2 separate regions of the Oryctolagus cuniculus genome follow, and region 1 is linked to region 2. Evidence: chromatin contacts called from public Micro-C data. All regions are on one chromosome and are shown on one strand. Each heading gives the region's core, a stretch centred on a gene start, on an enhancer-like site or on the middle of the called end of the contact. The rest is flanking DNA. Distances are from core to core; before and after follow the strand shown. Region 1 overlaps TM6SF1 (transmembrane 6 superfamily member 1). Region 2 holds the start of C12H15orf40 (chromosome 12 C15orf40 homolog).

What was found. Hi-C and Micro-C count contacts between places; a contact is called where the count stands out from the background.
Region 1: a contact with region 2 is called in a Micro-C map of ear pinna, with 3 times the contacts expected there. The contact joins the enhancer-like site here to the promoter of C12H15orf40 in region 2. A contact is called at or near these places in 3 of 6 Hi-C or Micro-C datasets (ear pinna, skin fibroblasts and an unstated tissue).

Annotation. Positions count from the first base shown.
Region 1 is chr12:101,981,121-101,987,203 of mOryCun1.1, reverse strand. TM6SF1 (transmembrane 6 superfamily member 1) reads right to left here. Exons shown (of 10, transcript XM_051834261.2): 3 at 2,939-3,036; 4 at 832-935; 5 at 273-355. The coding sequence starts at 2,959. Among named protein-coding and RNA genes, the nearest start is that of TM6SF1, 9.6 kb to the right of the region's middle. Within about 2 kb of position 4,598, at least 2 of the 8 cell types and tissues checked have an H3K27ac peak or open chromatin away from gene starts, as enhancers often do.
Region 2 is chr12:101,883,936-101,890,470 of mOryCun1.1, reverse strand. It overlaps C12H15orf40 (chromosome 12 C15orf40 homolog), which reads left to right and starts at 4,899. Exons shown (of 4, transcript XM_002722994.5): 1 at 4,899-5,069; 2 at 5,522-5,648; 3 at 6,422-6,535. The coding sequence starts at 4,956. It overlaps BTBD1 (BTB domain containing 1), which reads left to right. Exons shown (of 9, transcript XM_051834251.2): 8 at 2,177-2,323; 9 at 2,825-4,336. The coding sequence ends at 2,983.

The sequences.
Region 1 (6,083 bases), core at 3,349-5,848, 97 kb before region 2:
CACTGTCGTCACCAACACCCTCCTCCACCCCGCGAGGTCCAGAAGAAATCGAGACTCCCTAACCCTTGCCTGTGATCCGTGCACACGTCTGACAACTACTCAGAAACAGCTTTTGAGACAAGGGTGAGGTTTAGGAGGCAGACGGGAGCAATTCCGCTTTCACCACAGGCTCGGGGGCTCCCGGCTCTACCGTAACCGGAAGCGCACCTCTGCTCAAAGACGATCGCCCCTGTTTCCAGGACAGAGACGTAAAAGAGGAAAAAGTGTCTTACCTACAATGTTCCCGGGCACGAAGACAACAATGCTCATTATAATGGATCCAACCCAGTAGAGGCCGACGGTTCTGTAACTTTCCCTGGAACAAATGAAAAAAAAAAAAATCTGACTTGGCGCACTTTGTCTTAGGAGAGCAAAGACGCTCAACATTGCGCGTTCTCATTAGCAAAGCTCGCGAATCGGAGCTTCCTGAGCTGGGAGCAAGGGACGAAACACACAGGGAGATGGTGCTGTGTGCACCGAGGCGCTATGAAACCAAACACCATCCTCACGGCCACGGCACGCCTGCCTTTCCTACTGCGGAAAAAACTCGCTACGACAAGGGGAAAAAAAAAAAAAGTCCCAGGAAGTACGGAGACTGGGGCCAGGCCAGGTGAGGTGAGAAGAGATAGGAGGAGAGAGAGACCTAGCAGAGCCTCGGGGCTTTGTGTGAACTGGGCAGGCGCGGGGGGGGGGGGGGGGGGGGGAGGGGGGGGGGACGAGGAGGCCAGGTCTGTTTCCCACCCACGGAACTGGCACCCACGTCCAGTTCACCTGCTCTCGCGACCGACTTACTCCCAGGCTATGGCCGCCACCATCACGAGGTACATCAGGTAATGCGCCGAGCCGTCCCAGTAGCAGATCATGTGGCCGTAGGCGGTGTTCAGGTAGGGTTCACCCTAAGGAGGCATCCGACGGAAGGCTGCTGTGAGTGACTCAAACGCTGGTTTTTAGTTAGTTAATTAATTTGACTGGGGGGCAGTCATAGAGAGAGAGAGAGCGAGCGAGCTCCCATCCGCTCACTGGCTCTCTCCCCCAGTGACCACGACAGCTGCATGAGTCCAAAGCCGGGAGCCGGGAGCTGCACCCAGGTCTCCGGTGTGGGTGGCAGGAAGGGACCCGATGCTTGGGCATCCCCTGCAGCCTCCCGGGGCCAGCATTCGCAGGACGCTGGAATCAAAAGCCAAGCCAGGACTCGAACCCAGGCATCTTAACTGAAGTCGTAACCACTAGGCCAAACACTCACCCCGAACTTATCTTTCTGCTCCATTTCCTGTGAGTTTTCTGAAGACCCCTTGCATGCACAGACGGGCGGCGGGGAACCCAGCGCTCCACACAGCCCCTCGTCTACCCTTCCCAGCAGCCCTGTGGGATGGACATCGCTGGCTCCATTTCACAGATAAGGAAACTGAGGCCCCGGAAGATTTTACAAGACTTGCCCGAGATCACGCAGCTGGCACCTGGCAGAGACGGCACAGCCAGGAAGAGCCAGAAAACGTCACTGGGATGAACATGAGATCTTACATGACGGACAGCACGTCCGTGCTGGTGTGGCTGCTGGCAAGTCACTGTCAGGTGTGCCTGGCTTTGAGGTGACGTCCTGGCCCCACCTTGTCTCCTTCCCTCTTTCTCCCACCTTCCTGCTCTCCCGGCTCACCTCGCCTGTCGCCCAAGGATGCCCCAAGTCCCTCCCCAGCAAGGAAGGGTGCGGATCCACCAGGCTGGCAGTCAGCCAAGCAGGCGGGGCCTTCTCCGATGGCTGGTGCTCCCCACAAATCAGGGTTAGCACCCCAGCAGGGCAGGAAGCAAGCTCAGCCCAGTCTCCTCCCCTGGCCCCGGGGGTCCCAGGCCCCTAGTCGCTCTGCAGGACCCGCCCTCAGCACAAAGCCCCATCAAGCCCTGTGGATGTCCCCGAGCCCTGGAAACCCCCGCGTGTCCCAGGGGACCTCAGCACCACCCACTGGTGGGGATGTGTCCCAGGGAGACACGGACTCCCTGTCCGCTCCCTCCTCTGCCCCAGCTGTCCCCTCCCTGGGTGCCTTCTGCCTCCCTGGGTAGCCAGGAGCGTTTGCCATCCGCTGTACGCGGCAGTTCCTCTGTGTGGGCAGAGCCGTGTCCCTGCCACGCAGAAAAACACGTTCACCCCTCCCTGAGGGCCGATCCCGCCCTGATTTAAAATCCTCCCTCACCCCTGGGAACAAGTGCCGCCTCGACTTCCGGTCCAGCTCCCTGCTGGGAGGCAGCAGGTGATGGCTCAAGTACTTGGGTCCCTGCCAGCCACGTGGGAGACCCAGATGGGGCTCCTGGCTCCTGGCTTCAGCCTGGCTCAGCCTTGATTGTTGTGGGCATTCAGAGAGTGAACCAGCAGGTGAAAGCTCACTCTCTCTCTCTGTTGCTCTTTCAAGTAAATACAGTTTAAAGTCTTCCCCCACACACAGGATGGAGTCCACACTCTTGGCTCACAGAGAAATCTGTCCAGAATTTGAAATGCAGATGCAGAATAAGCTTCCCTGTGTGACCTTGAGAAGCTCCCCGAATCCCTGTGCGGCTACATCGTCACATCAGAAGTAAGGAAACAGCTCTCTAGCTTGCTCGCTCGCTCGCTCTCTCTCCCAGATGCTCTGAGCTGCGTGTGTGCACAGGGGGTGGGAGGTGGGGGTTAAACAGCACAACCAAATGGCTCCCTTGAATGCCTCTGTGTTTGGCACCTAGCAAATTTAACATGGGGGCTTTCGCAGGTTCTATGAAGGGCCTCGCGAGTTCCTCATTTATGTTAGGTATAGGTCGAGGGGAGAGGCGGGTGGGCGGCACGATGCAGTCGCAGGAGCAGGAGACAGGTGCGCAGGCCGCCCTGCTCGCCCAGGCCCGCGGCGTGAGCTGCCCACCGGCCAGGGGCCCCTACCTCTCTCAGGTAGTAGGTCATGAAGCCGTCGATGATCCCATCTTGCTCCAGCCCGATGATGAGGTTCACCACGCTCGTAAATCCGAAAACCGCATACACTAGGGCAGGGAGGCAGCAGTTTACAAAGCAGGCCTCTGGGCGGCGCTGTGGAGCAGCAGTAGAGCCGCACCCCAACACCAGCATCCCGTATGGGCGCCAGTTCGAGTTCCGGATGCTCCACTTCCGATTCTGCTTCCTGCTAATGCACCTGGGGAAGCAGTGGAAGATGGCCCAAGTGCTTGGGTCCCTGCACCCACGTGGGAGACCTGGAAGAAGCTCTTGACTCCTGGCCCAGCCCCAGGCATTGTGGCCATTTGGGGAGTGAACCATAGATGGAAGATCTCTCTTTCTCTGTCTCTTCCTGTTTCCCCATAACTGACCTTCAAATGAATAAATAAATATTTTTAAAAATTGTAAAGGCATAATACGGTGCATTATGTTAAAAAATAAATAAAAATAAAAAGCGGGAATCATGGGAGGCAGGGATAGTGGCTCAATTGCTTGGGCCTCTGCCACCCACGTAGGAGACCCAGATGGAGTTCTGGGCTCCTGGCTCCAGCCCTGGCTGTTGTGGGTATTTGGGGAGTGAACCAGCAGATGGAATGTTCTTCACGTTTTCTAGAAGATCTTGCTGACGTCATCAACCTAGACTAACAGACCAGACACCTGCTGCACACCCAGTGGGTCTCAGGCTGCCCACCCTGGGTGTAGGGAGCACGTCCCCAAGGTGGGGAATGACACCAGGCCACCCCAGCATCCCACTGGGCAGCAGGGACAAAGCCAGCGGCCAACGGGCCTGTGAAGCACAGTGGTGACCCAAGGGCTGAAAACAGTGACTTAGCAGAGGGGAATCGTTTCATGGGTCCCGGGGCCAGGCTGCAGCCCCGCGTGTCCGGTTGTTTGCCTGCTCCAGGCCGGGCTCTATGCAAGAGGCTTTAGGATAAAAGGCCAAGGGATGACAAAAATAGAAGCCAAGATGGCACGGTGGGCTATTACAGGAGAAAAAGCCGTGTCGCCGGCCGGGGTGTACATAGCTGGCACAGACAACGGCTATGGGGAATCAGCTTTGTGTTTGTTATTTTTTCTAGACAGCCGCATTTTAAGTAAGAACAAATTGGTGTCGAACCCTGGGCACGGACAGCAGGGGCCAGCCTCAGCTGCCTTCCCGGGAGCATGAGCAGGGAGCTGGAGCAGAAGCCAAGTGGCTGGGTCTTGAACCAGTACTCCAATACCGGATGCCGGCCTTGCAGGGGGTGGCTCAGCTCACTGCGCCACAGCGCCGGCCCCCACTTCCTCACTCTCCTCCTTTGGAAGGCGCCAGGATTAGCAGGGAAGGAGGCGATGAGAGTCTAATCTACCGACAGCAGCAGATGCTACCGCGGCTGGCAGATGCCGCGTTACCGAGGACAAGGATGTGGTCCCTGGCTTCCAGTGGGCGAGGAGCCTGGCTCGGGCCGCCGTGCGCTCAAAGCTGTAACAGACAAGGACACTGGCATAGCTAAGTGTGGGCTGCGTGGAGTGGGGCAGGAAGAGGATGTGGAACTTGAGGTCCCTGGGCCCAGCGCATCTGCTCCCTGGCTATGAAAACAGCAGCAAGCCGCACAATTCCTCTCAGCTCCCGAGTTCCGTGGGCGGGCGCTGGGAGAAGCCCGCGGCTCACCACTCTCCCTTCCCGCTCTGCCTCTGCCAGGCCCTCCGTGGGCAGAGACTGCTCCCTGCGCTCAGCCCGCCGCCTCGCGAGTGACAGCGGCCACTCCAGAGCACGGCTGGCATTAAGTGACTTGGCTTCCCCTCCTCTCATCCCGCTGTGCTGCTCTGCCCACCGCGAGAAGGGCAGGCTCTGGGGAGGGAGCTGCTTGTCTGAAGGCAGGGAGCCGCAGGGAACAGCCCTGAATCCCACCCACAGCCCCAGGAGTGAGAAAACTGGATGCCTCGAGAAGACCCGGAGATTTGGGGAGTGTAGACACAACATGAAACGCCTGGCAAAGTGCAGGCCACAGGAAGCATTCACAGGCCAAGGGCAGCCTTGTGGAGGCGGCACACGTGGCCATGGGCTTCAAGGTCAAGGCCCCTGTGACCTTGATCCCATGGCTCTGCAGCTCTGAGCCAGCATCTTCCTTCGCATATGGAGGGCTACTGTGATGAGGATCAAATAAAACAACAGTGTGAGTGAGCGCTCAGAGCCCTTGCAGAGCCCAGCGGGTGCTCAGCCAGCACCGGCGGCAGTCTGCTTCATTTCACACACACACACACACGCACATACACACACTCACACACACATATACACACTCACACACCCACACACACGCACATACACACACTCACACACCCACACCCACGCACGTACACACTCACACACACGCACATATACACACGCACATATACACACTCACACACCCACACACATGCACATACACACACACACGCACACACACTCACACACCCACACGCACATACACACTCACACACACACGCACACACACACATGCACACACACACTCACACACACATACACACACGCACATACACACTCACACACGCACACACATACACTCACACACACACATACACTCACACACACACGCACATATACACACACATGCACATACACACACCCACACACCCACACACATGTACATACACACACTCACACACTCATATATTCACACACTCACACATTCTCACATACAATCACATATTCACACACTCATACAATCACATACTCTCACACCCACTCCCACACACTCACAATCACACATTCACACACACAAACTGACACACACTCACACACATACACACACTCAATCACACACATGCAATCACATAGACTCATAATCACATACTCACAATCACACACACAACACACACACTCAACACACATCCTTACATACTCACAGTCACAATCACAAATTCACACACCCACACACATACAATCACACACTCTCACACCCACTCCCACAACTCACACTCACGCAATCACAATCACACATTCACACACACATACACACACTCACAATCACACACAATGACACTCTCGTACCCCCACACTCACACACACGTGCTGGCTGGGAACTGTCCCATCCCCCTCCTCATCTTACCCCCCCAT
Region 2 (6,535 bases), core at 3,650-6,149:
AGAAGCTTCTGGTTCCTGCCTGGCCCGCCCCAGCTGTTGTAGCCATTTGGGGGTGTGAACCAGTGGATGGAAGACCTGTCTCTCTCTGTCCCTCCTGCTTTCTCTCTGTAACTCTGCCTTTAAAAAAAAAAAAATTACTTATTTATTTGAAAGGTAAAGTTAAAGAGAGGCAGAGGCAGAGAAACAGAGAGAGGTCTTACATCTGCTGGTTCACTCCCCAGATGGCCTCCATGGCCAGAGCTGGGCTAATCCAAAGCCGGGAGCCAGGAGCTTCCCCCAGATCTCCCACGCAGGTGTGGTGGCCCCAGCACTTGAGCCATCTTCCACTGCTTTCCCAGGCCATAGAGAGCTGGATCAGAAGTGGAACAGCCAGGACTCGAACCAGCACCCATATGGGATGCCGGCACTGCAGGCAGTGGCTTTACCCGCTAGGCCACAGCGCCGGCCCCATAACTCAAATAAATAAATATTTAAATAATATTCAAATAAATAAATATTTAAACAGGACTGTTTATTGGAAGTACCTGGAAGGCTTGTTCACAGTACCCGCCCAGGGTCCCTACCTCAGAGATGGACGGGAAGTCTGTACCGTTGAAGTAGCAGGGCTGGGCACAACAGAGGCAGCATTTTGTTGTACAAATTCATCATCTTCATCCGCCTGTTCGTAGGGAACCACTTCACCTTACACCCAAGGGACAGACATGCACTTCTTCAAGAACAACTTTGGACAGATGGAAAGTGCCAAAGGCCTGTATTATAGTAGCAATGACACGTGGGTTTCAAAGGCAGAGAGAGAGGGGCTGCCTTCTGTCCACGCTTGGAAGAGCAGTAGTCAACCCCGTGCACTGTCACTGGCTCCATACCCCATTAAGGAAAGACGGTAGACTGAGGGCTGAGTGCATCTCCATTTCTCTAACATCCCCACGGACAGCAGTATTGAGAGCAGCGAGTCAGAAAGGCGAGTGATGGGCAATGGCAGAAGGCAGGCGAGGCTGATAGGTCCCACGTTTCAGAGTTCCTGCCCTGGGTCTTGCCAGGTGAAGGGCGATGGAGAGCCCTGCTGAAGCCAGGGAGCCCTGCGAGGTATAGCGGTGGGCGCATCAGCGACCTGCGTGAGCCTCCCTCTCCTCCCTGCCGTCAGTCAGGCGGAACCCACGCCACGGCGAGGCTGCGTGGAACGTGCTAGCACTCGGCCAGTCACTGTCGTGTGTCGTTACTTTGATTCTCACAATAATCTTGGGAAGAAGGTAAAGCAAGATTCGTTCCCAAATGAAAAGATCCGAGTGAAACTCAGGAGAAGCCCGTGGTTTTTTCCTGGATTGCACAGTCACAGCCAAATCCCATGCCCACTGCTGTTCTCCAGGGCACCATCATGGTGTGTCCTTTCAGTATTTTTTTTTAATTGAACTTTGATAGACACACAGGAAAAGTGTGCATATTCTATAAGTGGTACTGAGGGCTCAGTTTCCATAAACTGCACACCGCTGGGAACCCAGTACCCAGTCCCTGCCCGCACTGGGGCTCCTGTCCTGACCTAGTCAGCACACATGGCTTCAGCTTGTTTCACTGTTACTGTTTCCATCTCCTTTTTAATTTTCTTAAAAATTTTTTATTTGAGAGGTAGAGTTACACACCGGGAGAGACCGAGAGAGAGGTCTTCCATCTGCTGGTTCACTCCCCAGATGGCTCCAGGTCTCTCATGCAGGTACAGAGGCCCAAGGACTTGGGCCATCTTCCATTGCTTTCCCAGGCCACAGCAGAGAGCTGGATGGGATGAGGAGCAGCAGGACACAAACAGGCAGGCGTTCATGGGATGCCGACGCTGCAGGTGGAGGCTTAGCCCACTACGCCACAGCGCTGGCCCCTGAAGGTCATTTTAATTGCAGTAAATTACATTAAGACATGGGCAATGGTGAGGGGGTTTTCTAGCAACAAGACGTCAGCTGGCAAGCATTAAAGGCTCATGTCCCTTAGGTGAAGTGCACACATTCTAAAGCCCTTTTGGGGACGCTTCTCTGTCCCCCAGCCAAGGCCAACTTGGAGCTCCTGCCCAGCAGGAAGTAGCGCCTCTCTGCTCCTGGGGCTCTCAGCAGGAGAGAGAGAGAGTCAGAGCACAGACTCAGTGGTCCATTCGACTGCTTTGACTTAAATATAATTAACCTTTCAAAACTTACAGATCATTGAATATGAAAAAAAACAAACCCTGGGACAAAATGATACCGGCTTTAGTTGTGATGGGACCGCGAACACGTTCAGGGTCATGTTCAAGGAGCCCATAGAAATCCTGCCCAACGTGTGCTACACAGCGTGCGCCACCCTCAAGGTAAGAGCGGCTTAGAGCGTGCGCGCGCGTGCATACACACACACACACACACACACACACACCCCGGCGCTGGTGGGGCCCCAGCTCGGTCCTGGATGCCTCAGGAGCTGGGAAGCACCTGCAGAGCGGGGTGGAAGGCAGGCTGGGAGCTGACCTATCTCGTGGTCTGGGGAAAGAAGTGCTCCTCGGTACAGCTCTTTAGGAGGAAATGGGTCTAAGAAGTAGCCGCTGGTCTGAGTAGGAAATTAGAATGTCTGAATGAATGGAAAATAATTACTTTCTTGAGAGCTCTTACTCCCTAATAGCCGAGCTCTGCACTCAGTCTGCACTCTGTGCTCATTAATTAGCTTTTGGGCAAAACCTTCGTTTTTCATTAAATGACTTAGCATAAAATTTTGTAGGAGCTATAATGGAATGTAAACCACTAATCTAATTAAAATAGCACATTAGATTGAGGGTTATTAAGTGAAAATTGCTCATGAACCTTTTGTTCTCACTCAGGGTCCGGATTCCCACTACGGCACAAAAGGACTGAAGAAGGTGGTCCATGAGACCCCGGCCGCGAGCAAGACTGTTTTCTTATTTTTCAGTTCTCCTGGCAATAACAATGGCACTTCCATAGAAGATGGACAAATCCCAGAAATCATATTTTATACATAGTTTAGCATCACAGTACATCTTAGCTCAGTAGTACCATACCGTCTAGTCTCAAAACCACAAATAACTGGCCCCAAAAATAGCTGGAGTGTTTGAGTATTTATAATTGTAAAATAAAAAAACATTTTAGTTTCTCAAAGGAGATAGGAAAATGTTCATTGAAATCTCTGCATGACTGACTTAAAGGCAGGTTTTCCATTTTCTTACGATCTTAGAGGAAGAGAACTGGGTGTAATTGTATAGAAACAAAAGCGAAGCTATTTCAGCTCCGCCTTGTATAATTTCCTAGGTCAGCTGGGTCACGGTCTTGGAATAGTTCTGGAATCATCTTGTTTTATGTAGCTGGTTTTGTTTTCTGTTTTTGTTTTAGCCGTTTGGAAGGGTTAGATGAGTTGGGTCAGTATTCCTACAGTCCCAATGAGCTCTCATAACTAATTTCAAAGAATTAATAAAACTGACTTTATATTCGGGGTTTGAAATATCTGGTGGCTAGCATTTGGAGAGATGCTAAAAATAGACCTAATAAATGCCCAAGAAAATGGTCAATGCATTTAAAGGAACAGATATTTTGTAATAGTATAGAAACGTGTTACATAATACAGTGTAAAACTATTAATGGAGTTTGTATAAATTCGCAATAATGCGATATAAGCAAAGGGCCTAACGGTGTGGGCTAGGACTGATTCCTGTTCAGTAGACAGACTGCGAGGCTCGGCCGCGCCTGTCCGGGGGCTGCGGGGACTGAGCGGAGGCCACTTCAGCACCGCGGTCAGCGCACCCGCGCTGCGTTAGGAGCGGAGAGTCAGCAGAGCTTCATCAACTTTCCTTATGACGCGGATTTTCCTATCACACCTTTTCCCTTGGAAGGGATAATCCTATGAAAAACGGAAGCGTCTGTAAGTTTGCAGACATCCAATCGCTGTGGAGGATGATTGATATTTTCTAAATAGTAACGGGGATGCACACGTTTTTCCTCTGGAGTCTTGCTCCGTGTGTATTGTCAGGAAGGTGGGCAGTGGGGGCCGAGGCCTCCTGCAGCTGCCGAGGGAGGGGGCTTTCTCCTCTCTCTGCTTCTGCAGCCCCAGTCGACTGGATTGCCCGCGGAACGTGTCGTTCTGGTTAACTGAAGACTAGCCAGCGAACACTGTCGTGCCCCTTACAGAAAGAACTTCTGCCTTAGAAAGCGCAGACCCAGACTAGCTGTGGGTTTGATGTTGAAGGCGCTTCCCGTGCCTCGTTGCATTGTGCTAAACCATGCTTGTGACGGTATGCGGCCACAGGTGCAGGAACCCCAGCTGTTTACTGACATCGGGACGTCCCCTGGAATTTTTAAAAAATAAATGCACATTATCCTTTTCTCTTTTTTGTCATTTGTCGTCTAAAGTGGGATGCATGACAGCCTTTGGTTTAGCTGCAATGTATGGAGATAATACAACACAGCCTCGGGCTGCCTAACACAGCTCGGAGGAGCTGCCACCCTGCTGCCCTCGGCGTCGGGTCTTTCCTCCCTGTTCTAATCTCAAGAGGGAAAATGATGGTGTTGCTTACTCTGGCTCAGGCTCACCTCTCCTGTCCTGGCCCCTCGGGGTGAGGGCCCTGGGTTGTCCACACCTGTGTGCCCGCCCTGTGCACGGAAGCTGGCCCGCAGGCCACCGGCTGCGCCCTCGCCAGCTCCGGAGGACCGACCGGCTCTGGCGCCCACGGCCCTGGATGAAGCTGCACGAGGCGCACTCCCCGGGGCTCCTTCTTTCGATCAGACCTCAGGCCCCTGGTGCTCCTGTTTCCGCGGTCCCCTCCCAGCTCACGGCCCCGCGCAGGCGCCGGAGGAGCGAGACCCGTCCCCGCCGGCCGCAAGGTGTCGCTCTCGAGCCGGAGCGGACGCTCGGGGCGCAGGCGCCGCGCCTGCCTGCCACGTGCGCATGCGCAAAGGGCTCTTCCGGCGCGGGCCGCGCTGTGGGCGCCCGCCCGAGTGGGCATGCTGCGGCTGGGCAGCCGGCTGCGGGGACCTGTGGCAGGCCTCGGCGTCAGGGCCGACGCTCGGCTCCATTACGGCGCCGGGATGCCCAAGAAAGCGGGTGCGACGAGCAAGGTCAGTGGCGAGCCCGGCGGCGGCCAGAGGGTGGGACGCAGGGCCGCCCCGAGAACGCGAGAGGAGCGGCCCCGGCTGGAGGCTCCCTACCGAGGGGGGCCCGGCACGGCCCGGCCCGCTGCGGCCGCTCTCAGACTCTGCAGGATCCCGGCCAGGGCCGGCGCAGCCCGAGCTCCCGGGGACCAGGGCCGCGGGTCCCGGGGCGTCTTCCCACCCCCACTGCCTTCGCTCCGCCCTGGGGCTCCGTTCGGGTCTGTAGAGCGAAGCACAGGGCCCGACACGGCGTCTCGTAGGCCTCGTGGAGTAGCGCCGGCCGCCTGGGGTTCCCGCTGCCCGGGGTACGGGGATGCGCGGCAGGTGCTCCCTGCCCCGCGCCGAGGGAGGTGGGGAGGGCCAGCCCCCGCTGAGCCTCGAAGGAGACCTGTCAAGCCGCGTGGTGGTTGTCATTTTAGGGTAGAAGCCAGAGCAAGGACCACGAGGCACCGCTTCCTCCCTCGGGTCCCGTGGCCGTCGATCCTAAAGGTTGTGTCACCATAGCCATCCACGCCAAGCCCGGCGCCAAGCAGAACGCTGTAACAGGTACGTGTGGACGCGGGGGCGGGAGCCGGGGGTCAGTCGGCAGGCTTATCCCGGGAGCTAGTCAGTGTGGGGCTGGCATCGTGGCGCGGCGGGTGAGGCTGCCGCTCGCGACCCCACCCTGTGAGCACCGGACTTAACCCCAGCTCCCTCCTGATGCACCTGGGGAAGCAGCAGAGGACGGCCCGAGCGCTTGGGCCGCTGTGCCCACGTGGGAGACCCAGGTGGAGTTCCAGGCTGCTGGCTTCCGCCTGGCCCAGCCCTAGCCTGGTTGCATTTGGAGAGTGAACCAGTGGATGGAAAAGCTCTCTCCCTCTCGGTCCGGGTTTCCTATGTGGGTGGCAAGGATCCAAATACTGGAGCCTCACCTGCTGCTCCGAGCATACACATGAGCGGGAAGCCAGATCAGAAGCAGAGGAGCTGGGATTCGAACCCAGGCCCTCCCATATGGGATGCAGGCGTCCCAAGGGCCGACTTGACCGCTGTGCCAGAAGCCTGCTCAGCAGTACCTCTTGGCTCCAGTGCCCTCATTCTGTGTGCATTCAGCTAGTTTATGGTCAGTGCTGTGTAAGTCTTTGTTACGTGAACAGTACATTCTGAGACCCTCGGGGTGCATGGGGAGATGAACCCAGGTCCGGCGAGGAGACTGGAATAGCCCTGTGGGATCCTGGGAGCCGCCTTGCCCGTGTCGGAATCCAGGGGACGTCCCTGGTCAGCAGGGTCGGTAGAAGAGCGAGGGCTCCTTACGGGTCAAGTGCGCGCTGTTCTCATTCCAGATTTGACCGCTGAAGCCGTCAGCGTCGCCATCGCGGCGCCTCCGTCGGAGGGAGAGGCCAATGCTGAGCTCTGTCGCTACCTCTCCAAGGTCTTAGAGCTCAGGAAGAGTGACG